3 separate regions of the Sus scrofa genome follow, and all the other regions are linked to region 1. Evidence: chromatin contacts called from public Hi-C and HiChIP or PLAC-seq data. All regions are on one chromosome and are shown on one strand. The core of a region is the stretch at or near the end of the contact, and the rest is flanking DNA. Distances in the headings are between cores, read along the strand shown. Region 1 overlaps LRMDA (a long non-coding RNA gene). Region 2 overlaps LRMDA (a long non-coding RNA gene). Region 3 overlaps LRMDA (a long non-coding RNA gene).

The links. A called contact is a pair of places that touch in the nucleus more often than the background predicts. HiChIP or PLAC-seq counts read pairs in DNA pulled down with a chosen protein or histone mark.
Region 2: a contact with region 1 is called in an H3K27ac HiChIP or PLAC-seq map of skeletal muscle, with 5 times the contacts expected there. The contact joins two enhancer-like sites. A contact is called at or near these places in 7 of 47 Hi-C or Micro-C datasets (alveolar macrophages, embryonic fibroblasts, fetal heart ventricle and 4 more) and 1 of 2 datasets of contacts at active chromatin or transcription factors (skeletal muscle).
Region 3: a contact with region 1 is called in a Hi-C map of skeletal muscle, with 6 times the contacts expected there. The contact joins two enhancer-like sites. A contact is called at or near these places in 3 of 47 Hi-C or Micro-C datasets (embryonic fibroblasts, mesenteric adipose tissue and skeletal muscle).

The regions. Positions count from the first base shown.
Region 1 is chr14:79,042,270-79,046,210 of Sscrofa11.1, reverse strand. All of the region lies in intron 5 of LRMDA (a long non-coding RNA gene), which reads right to left. Among named protein-coding and RNA genes, the nearest start is that of KCNMA1, 1.1 Mb to the left of the region's middle. Within about 2 kb of position 2,305, at least 10 of the 83 cell types and tissues checked have an H3K27ac peak or open chromatin away from gene starts, as enhancers often do. A contact at or near this core is called in skeletal muscle, where this site is marked.
Region 2 is chr14:78,542,555-78,546,495 of Sscrofa11.1, reverse strand. It overlaps LRMDA (a long non-coding RNA gene), which reads right to left. Exons shown (of 6, transcript XR_002338559.1): 3 at 2,497-2,623. Among named protein-coding and RNA genes, the nearest start is that of LRMDA, 590 kb to the right of the region's middle. Within about 2 kb of position 2,060, at least 19 of the 83 cell types and tissues checked have an H3K27ac peak or open chromatin away from gene starts, as enhancers often do. A contact at or near this core is called in skeletal muscle, where this site is marked.
Region 3 is chr14:78,753,835-78,757,775 of Sscrofa11.1, reverse strand. All of the region lies in intron 5 of LRMDA (a long non-coding RNA gene), which reads right to left. Among named protein-coding and RNA genes, the nearest start is that of LRMDA, 800 kb to the right of the region's middle. Within about 2 kb of position 1,750, at least 28 of the 83 cell types and tissues checked have an H3K27ac peak or open chromatin away from gene starts, as enhancers often do. A contact at or near this core is called in skeletal muscle, where this site is marked.

The sequences.
Region 1 (3,941 bases), core at 1,056-3,555:
GTACACAGAACCACACAGTTATGGATTTCAATTGTTAAACACGCACACTTTAACATCTGATAAGACGACACGCATTGGAAATGTTTTAAAAATAAGTACAGATTAAATATTTGCCTTACTAAAGAAGAAGGCAAAGTAACAGAAGGCAACAGCCTCAATTCCTCAACACTGGTGCTGTTTTTATGCTGAACACTTTTCTCCTACAAAAACAAAGCCATCACGATGTCTGGTTTGGAAAGAGAGCCGCGGACTGAACACTATCATCCTGCCTTAAGAGCTGTAAACATCATACACAGGGAAGGACATTCTCCAGAAAGCACATTCCTTGGTCTTTGTTATGTGTTGGTCCTGAGGAAACTGGGAATGGGGAAGGAATCAACACCCGTGTTTTATGACCTTGAGCAGGGGCTGGAGCGGTAGTCTGAGGTCAGCCTGTGTGATCCTCTATCAGCTCAGCTACGAACATCACATCGGATTTAGCAGAGCCTGCAGAATTACAGGCTCCCAGCCCGGCATCCTCCTGCAGCAGAAGCTACTTAAACACTCAGGCAAAAGGAAAAGAAGGGAGATGTTAAAATGGTTTTAAAGAAATGGGTTGCTTGGGAGCAGTATTTTTTTTTTGTGGAGAGAAGACAAAATCTCCCCTCCATGGGAGGCATATTTTTCCCTGCTTCACAGACCCATCAGGGGAGCCCTGGGTTGGAAATGAAACAGGGCAAGGCTTTCCACCTGCCATGGAAGGGCAGGGAAGACATAGAAAGTGGGACTTCCCTTCCCAATTAGTGGAGCATGATTTCAGGCAAGTGTCTCAGGTAAACTCTGCATCTTGGGTTGGGATGGGATGCTCTAGGCAGGCAATGCTTGCTAAACCCCTGAAGGTCCTGGAGGGCTCCTGCTGTCTTCTCTGTGGACTGGCGGCACACCATCCTTGCTAAGTGCTGCAATGACCACCTTGAAGAGCGAGGCTCAGGGGAGGTTGCCAGTCTCTCAAGTGAGCACACACTTCTGAATTCTCCTCTTCTATTGTATAAAACAAAGGATATTTTCATCTTAGTCTGCTAACCCTGATGTTTTTCAGTGGTGGACATTTGAATTCTGCCATTTTGACCACTAGGATGCTTTGGCTTCAGGCTTATGAATATAACACATAAACACACCTGATAATTTTTCTTTCAAAAAGCACTATTTATTCAGAGCCAACTACATTTAGTCAATTTAATTTCTTATTTTTTTTCTCTGTTTAAAATTGAAGAATGGGTGATTTACAATAGAACTTAAATTCCTTCATTTTTTAAATTCAAAGTTAAAGCCACCTTCTATTTTTAACATTTTCATTTGCATTTGATTCAATTTATTTTCAATAGGATCAATTCTTTTCCATGTAATATCTTCCTTAAGGTTAAATTCCTCGTTCAGCTTTTGGCAAATATCAAATTTTACCAGGCATATCTCTTTAAGATCTCTAAATCTCTTTAAGTCACTTATTTCCACAAGGTTACATTTCCTTGGGTAAAATTATGCAGCTCTAAATTGTGACAGGAAGACCTGAGCCCTCCACTGAAGTTTAGACAACCTATTTTATTGTGTGTAGTTTTAAGTTCACTTCGATTTTATTTTGTTTTCATTATTTCTACAAAGGCTAATTCCTTCCTGTGAATTTGTGCTGTTTTCAATACATCAACAAAATATAAACCTTTGGTCACTTTTTCGTCCATAATAAATTGCATTATGTGCAGGCTTAGCTGCTGTCGGTTTTATTTCAGGTTGATGATTTCTACCAGCAATGTTTATTCTTGATTAAAGTAAATGGTAGTTTTTATTTATTTTTAGCACAAAGAGTAAGCACGCCAAACATAAATACTCTGGATGCCTGAGAGAATCCAAATTGTGGGGTTATGAGACACTGCTTTCTACCAAGCACTGGTCAAAAAAAAAAAACAAAACACAGTATGTGCCACCTAATCAAGGGTTAGAATGCATCTGTCTCCTAAAAGAAAGCTGACACAAATGCCAGGCAACACATCCCTTTGAGAAAAGGACACTTGGCCCCAATGCTCAGCCCCCTCCAGTGAGGCCTGATGGAAGGTTAAACTTTCCACTGAGAGAGAACAGATTACACAGGCTCTTTAGACAAATGCTGGGCCTTGTCAAGTCTCACCCGCTTGTTTATAAGGAAGAAAAAAGCAGGGGAAGGAAACCAGTCAGCAGAGAAAGTATCTTGGCAAAATCTGTACTGAAGGTGAGAGGAATGCAAGGCTGAGAAGCCAGCCTCCCAGCCCCGGGGAGGCTGCACAAGCAGTCACGTGAGTGGGCAGACACGCTGACAAGTGACAAGCCAGAGCCTGTGGAAAATGCACTCCGGGCTCCGAGGGCAGCTGAAATGAGACTTGTCATTTTAGAAGAAGAGAAGGAGATAGGAGAGGGAGGAGAGGAGGGGAAAAAAAAAATGCAGAGCTAGTTTTTCCCTCACATCACCTGTTAGTGGGAAATGTGAAATCGAGGGCAAGTCCGAGAGATAATTGCACCTTTGAGCCCGATCCCTAGTAACCAGCTCCACTGTCCTGCCTTAAGCCCCTGGTCCCCACATTCCAGTCAGAGATGTTATGGCCCTGCCCAGACCTGACCGGACCGTTCAATGTCCTCGCTATATCGAGGAAATATGAGGCTGACAGATTTAAAAGCTCTCTGGCAGCAGATGTTTCGATAATGTGAATCCTGGAAAGGAAACAGTCAACATACTTTTCCTCAGATGTCAATGCTTTTGAAATTATTTTGTATTGGGGGTCGTCTGGGTAGGCAGAGATGGACAGGATGGGGTCCCAGGTCTGAGAGAGGCTCCCTTTTTTGAACATCGTTAATGATTGGTTCTTACCTGGACACATGCTACATTTCAATCAAATAGAAATGCATAGATCTCAGAGATCAAACACAATGCCTGATATTCCATGCTTCAACAACAGCCCCCCTCCAAAAACAAAAACACCCAATGGCCCCAGACTCCAAAACAAATCAACAACCTTCCTTTGTTAAATTTTCTTAGCAATCCAAATTTGGGGTTTTCTTCTCTGGTTACATTTTTTTGTGTGCCAGTTGAGACTGAAGCCAGAAACAATTTTCACCCTGACTTCCTAAACAATAGTTTGCTTACATGTTTCTATGATGCTTTATTATTTTTCTGTACTTCCTATACTCTTAAAGACAGAACAGGGAACTGTTCTTTGAAAGTATTTCTTTACATATACTGAAGAATTCTCCTGAGGTCAGAATCTCAAGATCTTCATTTTCAGTAAAGGAGGGAAAGGACGTTCTCGGTGGCTTTAGCAAAGTGCCAATACCAGACCAGACGCCATACAAATGCAACGCTACCTTTCTAGTCCAAATCCTTATGCAGCCTTTAGGATAGGAGGATGTCAAAGATTAAAAACTTGACTTAGGCTGACTCCTCCTTACTTTTCCATGGGGGAAACTTGAACTTTCAAAGCCAGTTTGGTATGTGTCCCCCTTTCCTCCACCTCCATATTCTAAGTGGGATTTAATGGATTTGAGATGGGCTGGATTCCAAAGCGCACGCACATGCCAAGATGGGAGGCTAATGAATTAAGATTCACAGGGTTCCTTCAGTGCTGCTTAGTGATGGATAGTACATAAGCCAGGCTGTCAGTCAAAATGGACAGTGGTTAAGTGGTTCAGTTTCATGTTGCTTTCTCATTTTTGGCTGAGGAACTCAGGAATCCTTTCTCTGAGAAGAGAGAGAAAAGAAAGAAGTGGGTCACCCTTTTACCACCTCCGTGGTTCCCACCACTCACTCTCTCCACATTCATCTTCTCCACCTTCCCTGTGAGGTTAGGAGCATGGCCACTAGAGGGCAGCATGAATTTAGGAAAAACAGCTGCTTTCTTTAAAAAAAAAAAAAAATTAAATGATGGCAAGGATTCAGGGAG
Region 2 (3,941 bases), core at 811-3,310, 500 kb after region 1:
GCTATTTTTGTTGTTAGTTTAAATAAATTAAAGAATAAGGAAGGGAGTGAGGGAGAAAAAAAGAAAATCTAAAGTGGTTCCCTTTGCATTTTCAGCATATTCTGTGCCAGGTTATGAAAATGAATCCTCTAAAACAGGAGACAATTATGCTTAGGAAATTCACATGAAGCATGAATTTTAGTAGAATCTAACCCAATTAGACTAACCAGGTAATCTTCCAGCCATCCATGTTTGGTCAAAACGCTTTAGTAGTTAGTGGTAACAGAATAAGGCAATACTATAATCTACATTCTTCAGACACATAGGTATCCAACAAATACATTTGATTAACTAATTATTGTATAAATCAGTGGTTGATTAAAAAAATCACCCACTTTCATACACAGAAATTAATACTACAGAGAAGTGGTCAAGAAGTGTGCTGAGGGAGAAAGGGAATTGAGTTCAGGATTAGCATTTGTATGGCATTTGCTGTACAGTCGTTGTGGCCTCATCTGTGGACTGTTAGGGAAGTCACTCACTGCACCATTTCTGATAGCGCCTTTTTGACAACATCCCAGAGCAAAGGCAGCTGGATTTTTAGCCATACAGAAATCTGCTTTGCTTACATCATCATTCCTTCTTATCAGCTCTCCAAACAGGCAAGTGAAAGGGGTAACATCACACACATCCACACAAATGAGAAACAGAGGCTCTTAGAGGATTACTTGACTATGGCCACACGGCTAAACATGATTAAGCTGACTCATGAACCCAAGCCTAACAACTCTAATGCTCTGCAGTGACGTGGGACACAGGCTATGAGCACTGGGGTCCATAGCAGGAAACACATCATCCAAATGCTAGTCTAATTCTCCTTCTATTCTAACTGATTTGAGACTATCATCCAACTCATCATCTCAACAGCCAAGGAAGACGTAAGATACACTGACTAAGATCATTTTTCAAACAATGACTAGGAAATTTGGTTGACCAAAGGATAGGAGAGGAAAAAAAATCAATATTTCATTATGATAAGGACTGATAAGAACCTGTAGGTCCGCTCCTTCTTCCACAAAAGTATCAATTAATAGTGGCCACGAATCACTTATTTTACTGAAGAAAGAAAATATTAGCTTAAGATTTCATGTATAAACAGTGGCTAATAAATGATTTCATAAATCCTTCTTAGAGCTGCCATAAACATATACCTTCATCTTAACATATGTATATGGCTTTAATTTCATACTCTATGGAAAATATCCCAATCCCTTTTCTATTTCTAACTTACTATGTGAGAAGCAAGTGAGTAAACCACACCAGGTCTCAAAAGCCCCACCAATAAAACAAGGTGATAAGACTTCAAGTCTGAAGCATGCTGTAATAAGGAAAGAACTCTGGGTCCAGCCACAGGTGTGACAAGCCAGGACCTGTCATGTTGTTAAATGCCTAGTTGGCTCTAGGTGAAGGGAGAAACCACACCCTTCCCAAGGGATTTGGTAAGAATGAAAAAAATAACACACTTCAAGCTACCTAGCACAGCGCCTAATCCATAGGAGTGCTCAATAAAGAACATCTGATGATCATGACTCCTTCATCCCACAACCATTTATGGAGCCTTAACTCCGTGCCAGGTATTGTTCTAGGTGTGAAAGATAAAGGAGTTAACACTGACAAAACTCTCTGCCTGGGAGAGCTGGCACTGTGCAAGCACCGCGCCCTGTGACTCTAACACACAAAGTACAAGCGTTCTGATTCCTTTTTCAGCCTCACAAGGAGCTACGGGACTCACAAGGTAGAGGTTCTGATTCCATTCTCAGCCTCACCGCAGACCCCAAGGCAATAAGTCCCTGAGTCTCATTCCAGGCCGCTAGATCTTCAGACCTAAGGAGAAACCACACACTAGAATGACTCTCCTAGGCTCTCTCATCATCCAAGTACCAGACACACCACAGAGGGCAGCGCTAGCCTGGACTTCTCACTCTTCTTCCACCTTAGCCCCTTCGCTCTTCTCTTCAGCCAGAAGCCTTCCCCAAGCCTGCACCAAAGCCTTCCAGAAACCTCCTTAAAGGCTAAGGTTGCTTAGCGGCACTACCCCCTGCTTCCCACCAGAGGTCGCCCTCCCACACAAGCCCAAGCAAAGAGAACACAGCTTAGCCTTCCCTTCTCGGCAGCAGTGACATTATTTTCTTTCTCTATTTTTATCTATTAAAAAGATTTCTTCGCAGCCATAACTTAGATCTCTACACTAAAATGGAGCAACAGGAAGATATAATGGTGCATTTCATTTATGAATGACCTATAATAAATTACTCTGAAGTGTCCCGAGTGCCAGGAGACAGAACGCTTTGTCTGCCCATGGACTGTATTTCACATACTTTAATTTAGCTGACACATAAAACTCATTTGACATTTCGCAGGTATTTGTGGGGGGCGGGGGGAGAGGGGATGGCTGGCGGGGAGGGGACCACTGCGGGGCTGGGCGGGGAGTGGGGGCAGCACCAGAGCCAAGGATATCTGGTTCTTGTTGAGGGTTAAGGTATGGAGACTGGGTAACCCTGGCAACACGAGGTCGTTCCCCAGCAGATTGTTGTCCAAGATGAGTTCCTCCAGGCTCCCGAACGCGCTCAGTCCTTCCAGTGACCTGCAATGACAAAGGCAACAGGAAAAATGATCCTGCACTAAATCAGGGAGGCCATTATGAGCCGAAATAAATATTTTAACCTTCCCTTTCAGGACTGGGAATAGTTTGGGCTTGGTGCCTGTCAGCAAAGTGAATGACAAGAATTAGTAGCGGGAGCCGGGGCGGGGGCGGCGGGGGAGAAGGGGCCGCTGGCGCTCACCGCATCCTTCACGCATTGCCAACATGAAGGATGAGGGTCACTTAGTGAGTAGCCAGGATCCAAAACAAAGGGCTTCAGATACGGCCTGCAGGATAAATTTGTCAATGTCTTGTGCCTTCAGGCACCCAGCCTCGGCTGACCCTAACCTCCATTCCCAAGATAAATAACTCTGTCACAGTTCACCTTCATTCCCTGGACACAAATTTAAGTTGTCATCCATCATTCCTGCCCAGAAATATCATACCCCTCTTACAATAATAAATATAACTTCAAGTATCATTTCTTAGCGGTTCTCCTCTGCACAGTCCTAGGAAACGGCAAGGAAGGCTTCCTTTCTCTGCATTTGCCGCCTCTGACTTTTTTCCCCTCCCGCTTTTTTTCTTTACTAATCGCTTCATTTGTTTCTGCCCAGTGTCCCTGTAGCTGCCCCAAAGGCAAGATATCCGCAGAAGCGTGGAATCACTCCAGTTTGAGTGGCTATTCCTTTTGCTTTCATGATTTCTTTTTATTTGTTTTCATTTTTGTTGGGGGTGAGGTAAGGAAGGGGTTGAGGGAATTTCTGTCTCAAGGCTCCCGGCTTGAAGTTTACTGTTCAAATTTCTGGAAAGTGGAGTTCTTTATTTTTGAAAGAAGTGTGGAATGCAGCAATGTAGATGTTGAGGCAGTAGATAAAGAATTAAGTACTCAGCTCGGGTAAAAAAAAAAAAAAAAAAAAAATAGCATCGGAAAGGGAAAGACAGCCCTGTTAGTACAGGTAGCTGAAAGTGAACCATTACCGTTAGGGGCACAGGGGTGCTGGGGTGGAGGCGGTGAGGGGCAGCTGTGCGCATGCGCGGCCTGGCGCAGGCAGACGTTAATTACAGAACGTCGCCCGGTGGAGGGCCTCGCACTGCACACAGACTCCCAGCTCGTTCACCTGCCAGACCCAAGAGCTGTGCTGAGCTTGCACAGGCTGACAGCTGAGCTCCGACGCTGACCAGAGGGCGGACTCACACGGGATCTCCTGGCTGTTACATAAAATGGAACGAATTGGGGAGATGCTGTCCATGCTATGGATGCATTTACTGATAGTACTTCCATTACAGACACCCCTGCTTGCGTGTGCAATACCTGTATGTG
Region 3 (3,941 bases), core at 501-3,000, 290 kb after region 1:
TCACAGATATCAAAAAATAACCATGGATCCCTGAATCAATACCAGTGAAAAGGGAGGCTCCTTGAGCCTATCCATTGGATTCCATCCTATTCTCTAAACTATTAAAGAAAACCCAGAAATCTATGTTCTGACAATAGACTGACACCAAACACTAATAAGAAACAGAGGAAAAGTGTCTGAAAAGCTCCAAGTCAGGGACAGGGGAGTTTTTCCGGGCAGTAGCTTCTGTAAGAATAAAAGCCCAGCGGGCACTGGGTGATTCTGAGCCCATTTGTAATCACGCGCAGCAGATGCTCTGGGTCCCTGGCAGTGCTCCAGCCCTGGCTGCACAGGGATCTACGTATCCTGGGTGGGATGTAAGACCAAACACTTCCTCCAGAACTGAGATGCCATGACTCTAACATGACTGCAAATCCTGGCCTGGTGTCCTGCAGGATTATTGCTAAATAACTGCAGAGGAGGGAATCAAAAAATGATGGCAATGAAAACATCTTCCAAAGCCACTGATTTTCTAAAAGACCCCATACAAAAGCCCCCTTTCTGATAGCTACTCTAATTACCAGAATGCTGTGGTACCTTGTTGCAAAGACAAAAACGTCAGCTGACCAAACCATGAGTTTAAGACAGGCAGAAAAATTCAACAACTCCCGACCATTGCCAGATCCAATACACAAAACAGTTAATTTATAACAGTTAAAACCTGGCCTCTGACCAAGTCCAAAAGAACTATGTCTTATTTCACTTGCTCTTGAATATGTCTCTTTCAGAGATAAATGACTCTGCTCTCTGCCAGTTCCCTCCTCTGTTTGGTGTTTTGTTGAGCCAGGCCTGTGACAAGCCAAGAGTTGATACATCTGCTTGAATGTGTAATTTACCTCTCTGGTCAACTTTGCCTTTTTTTTTTTTTTTTTTTTTTTCTCCTTGACAATATTATGTCAAACAATCACATCACCACTGGCTCTGATCTCTTTGTTGTTAGCTAATAAATTAGAGAGTATTTATTATCTGCAATCCTTTTTTCCTCTTTTAATGGTGACACATTTGTGGTGAATTACAGGGCAGCTTTATAAACTCGGCTCCGGGCCAGTCTCAGGCCCTGCATGCATGTGAACATTCCCTCTCCCGGCTGGCCTCCCGGGCCGGTGGTAAATCAAGGCAGCTGTCACAGTACACTAAGTTAGTGTGCGTCACCGGGGAGAGCAGGAAGCGTTGGGGGTATAATTCTGTCCATCAAACTAATATGTTATATCAGTAGCTTTGTAATCTTCGGCCATAACTTATGGGAAGTGACACCTAAGAATTCACTTTGAAGGCAATGTGTTCCTCAGCCTTTAAGCCAAAACAGACCCGATTCTCAGCAACCGTTCCTCTGTTTACACGAGTGGATTTCTAGTGCCGGGGAATCGGGTCCCTATCAGTGTGGCAGTATTTTACACATTCCACCACCAGCTGAACTCTGTTTACAGCCCTCCCGGCAGGATTTGTAAACTTTTCAAACAGGATTTCTTCTCTTCTTTGGGTTACCCTTGCCTTAACCTCCAGTAGCCAGAGAGATAAATCGGCTCCGTGCATGTTATCATGACAAAGCAGAGCTCTGACAGACAGGGATGAATGGGTGCCCCCTGTTCCTGGTCCGTCCCCCTGCAACCTCTGCCTTGACAAATGTGGGAAACGCCTGCAAAAGACAGAGCACTCACATCGCTGGGGCCTGGATGGCAGCATGGCTCTGGGTTTGGTTGCTACATGCCCACGTGATCCCTTAGGAAGGGAAGACCTACACCCTGCAAGAGACAGCACACTTTCTAAGGCAGGACATGGGGGCCACCGGAGTCACACAGCGTGTCCTTCTTGTCCAGATTGTGCCATTGGATTGTCTCTGTCATCTCTCCCTGTGCACCCCCACTCCCACTGTCTTCCCCAGCTGCATTCTCAGCTGGCCAATGAGAGAAGCCCTGTGGGGAAGATTAAGTAGTTCTGCGAGCTGCCATCTGATGGAAAAGAAATCTACAAGAACTGTTCAAAGGCACTCTTCCTCCCCCAGGCACAAGACTAAATATGCACAGTAAAGAAATTTGAAAAATGCCTGCCCTTGCCATCCCCAATACCCCTTTGATTGATAGCAGAGAGGGTTTGCTATGATAATTTTACTTTGACAGGTCCCAGGCATAAATCCCACAGAGTTGTTGCTCTGGTTTGACAACCTTCGAGGCCTCCAGTTAGGAACAGGAAACAGGCCTCTATTTTTCACCCTCAATGCTCCTTCAGGTGCAAAGAAAAGACCTTATGGAAAAAAATAAATCCTTATCTGAGGGGGAAACCAAATTCAAAGCAGTTTTAATACTTATTCATCAGAAAGAATGTCCAACAGGGGAAGATGTGACCTCTGTCCTACTTCTTCCAACTTACATTTAAATCTTCCCAATAAGAGATTTGAAACCTACTCATAGTGAGAAATGGAGATGTCTTTTCCGTTCATGTTTTGGTTTTATGAAGTTGTAGTATTTTACTTCAAGGTCAGCCTAGATAGGTACCAATATATTTTAGAAAAATCATTGCGCAAAAACAAAAATGCAAACCCATAACAACATCTATAATTGATCATCATTTACTAACAATGGGCCACATTCTGCCTCATTCCATCCCCTTCATCTTCACAACCACCTCCAATGAGTCAAGCCTCAATTAATACGAATGCAATTTTAAAAAGAGCCAAGGTAATGCGTTTTTTCAGCATTCATCTTTTGGGCATGCTTCATGAAATGTCAGGGATTATTTGGGGATCAGTGGCTAGTGGCTCTTCACCCCATCATCTCCCAGGCTCCATCTGAGAACCAAGACACAGCCACGAGCACCCAAGTTACAGAAATCAGATTTCACTGGCTTGAATCGAGAAGAATCTCTGGTGCCCCTTAAGGTACCTAGAAAAGTAAATTAATCAGAATCCATTCTCCAAACATTTTAGTTGAGCTCGCCTAGAAATGCAACATTGTGACCTTTCAAAAATTTTTAAATGCACAAACCCAAGCGAATGTCTAAAATGAAGTATTTCCATGTCCTTAAAACTTTCAGAAGTTGAAGGTTTTCCTTCCAGTGATCTACTGCTTAGGAACTATGTAAGAATCTGCTTTCTCTGGGTTCTAGCATTAAGAGAGGGTCCATATAGCATCAATGCCCTAAGAGTGGACCCCTGCTTCAATCCCACCCCACCCCTAGGCCATTACTAAGGGTGCCATCCGAGTTCTGCAGAAAGTCTGCCCTATTGAGAGACACCAGTGACAGGAAAATAAGGACCCAGTCCTGGCATTCTCAGTCAAGACTGTCTTTATCAGGACTCTAACATGGATTTCACCCCAGGCTACAGAACTGAGCTCTCTTTTTCTAAAGTCAACATTTTATGACTATACCCATTTTATGGAGGAACGAACCACTGCCCAAGGAGTTCTAATAATTGGCCTGTGAGTCAGCCAAAAAAGTCAGTGGGGAAATCGGGATAGAAAAGAACAGCTGCTCATAAAAATGGGAGTTAAGATACAAGTTTTTTAAAGTCATAAAACAGCTTGAGCAAATTTCAAGAAAAAGAAACTACTAAATAATTCTTCTTTACTCTACTGTCCCCCTCCAAATACCAAGCAGGATGTGCTTCCTTATAAATGCCTATAAATTTGGGGGGAGGAAAACAAATCTGATCTCATGTATTGAGCTCTAGGCTGCAAGGAACATGGTTAGATTTCTGGTTCCCTAAAAGAAAGATGCCAGAACAGCATTTTCCCATCAAGTGTTGATAAGAAAGGCATTTAGCATTTCATTTGATGGGCCTGTTGTGAGTGGGTGGTAGGACATGAAAAATTATGGCCAATGTCATATTAAAAATTACAGGCGCATCTGCACATGCTCAATCTGCTCTCAAGCCAGTGATACTCTATCCCAGACAAAGCGTTCCG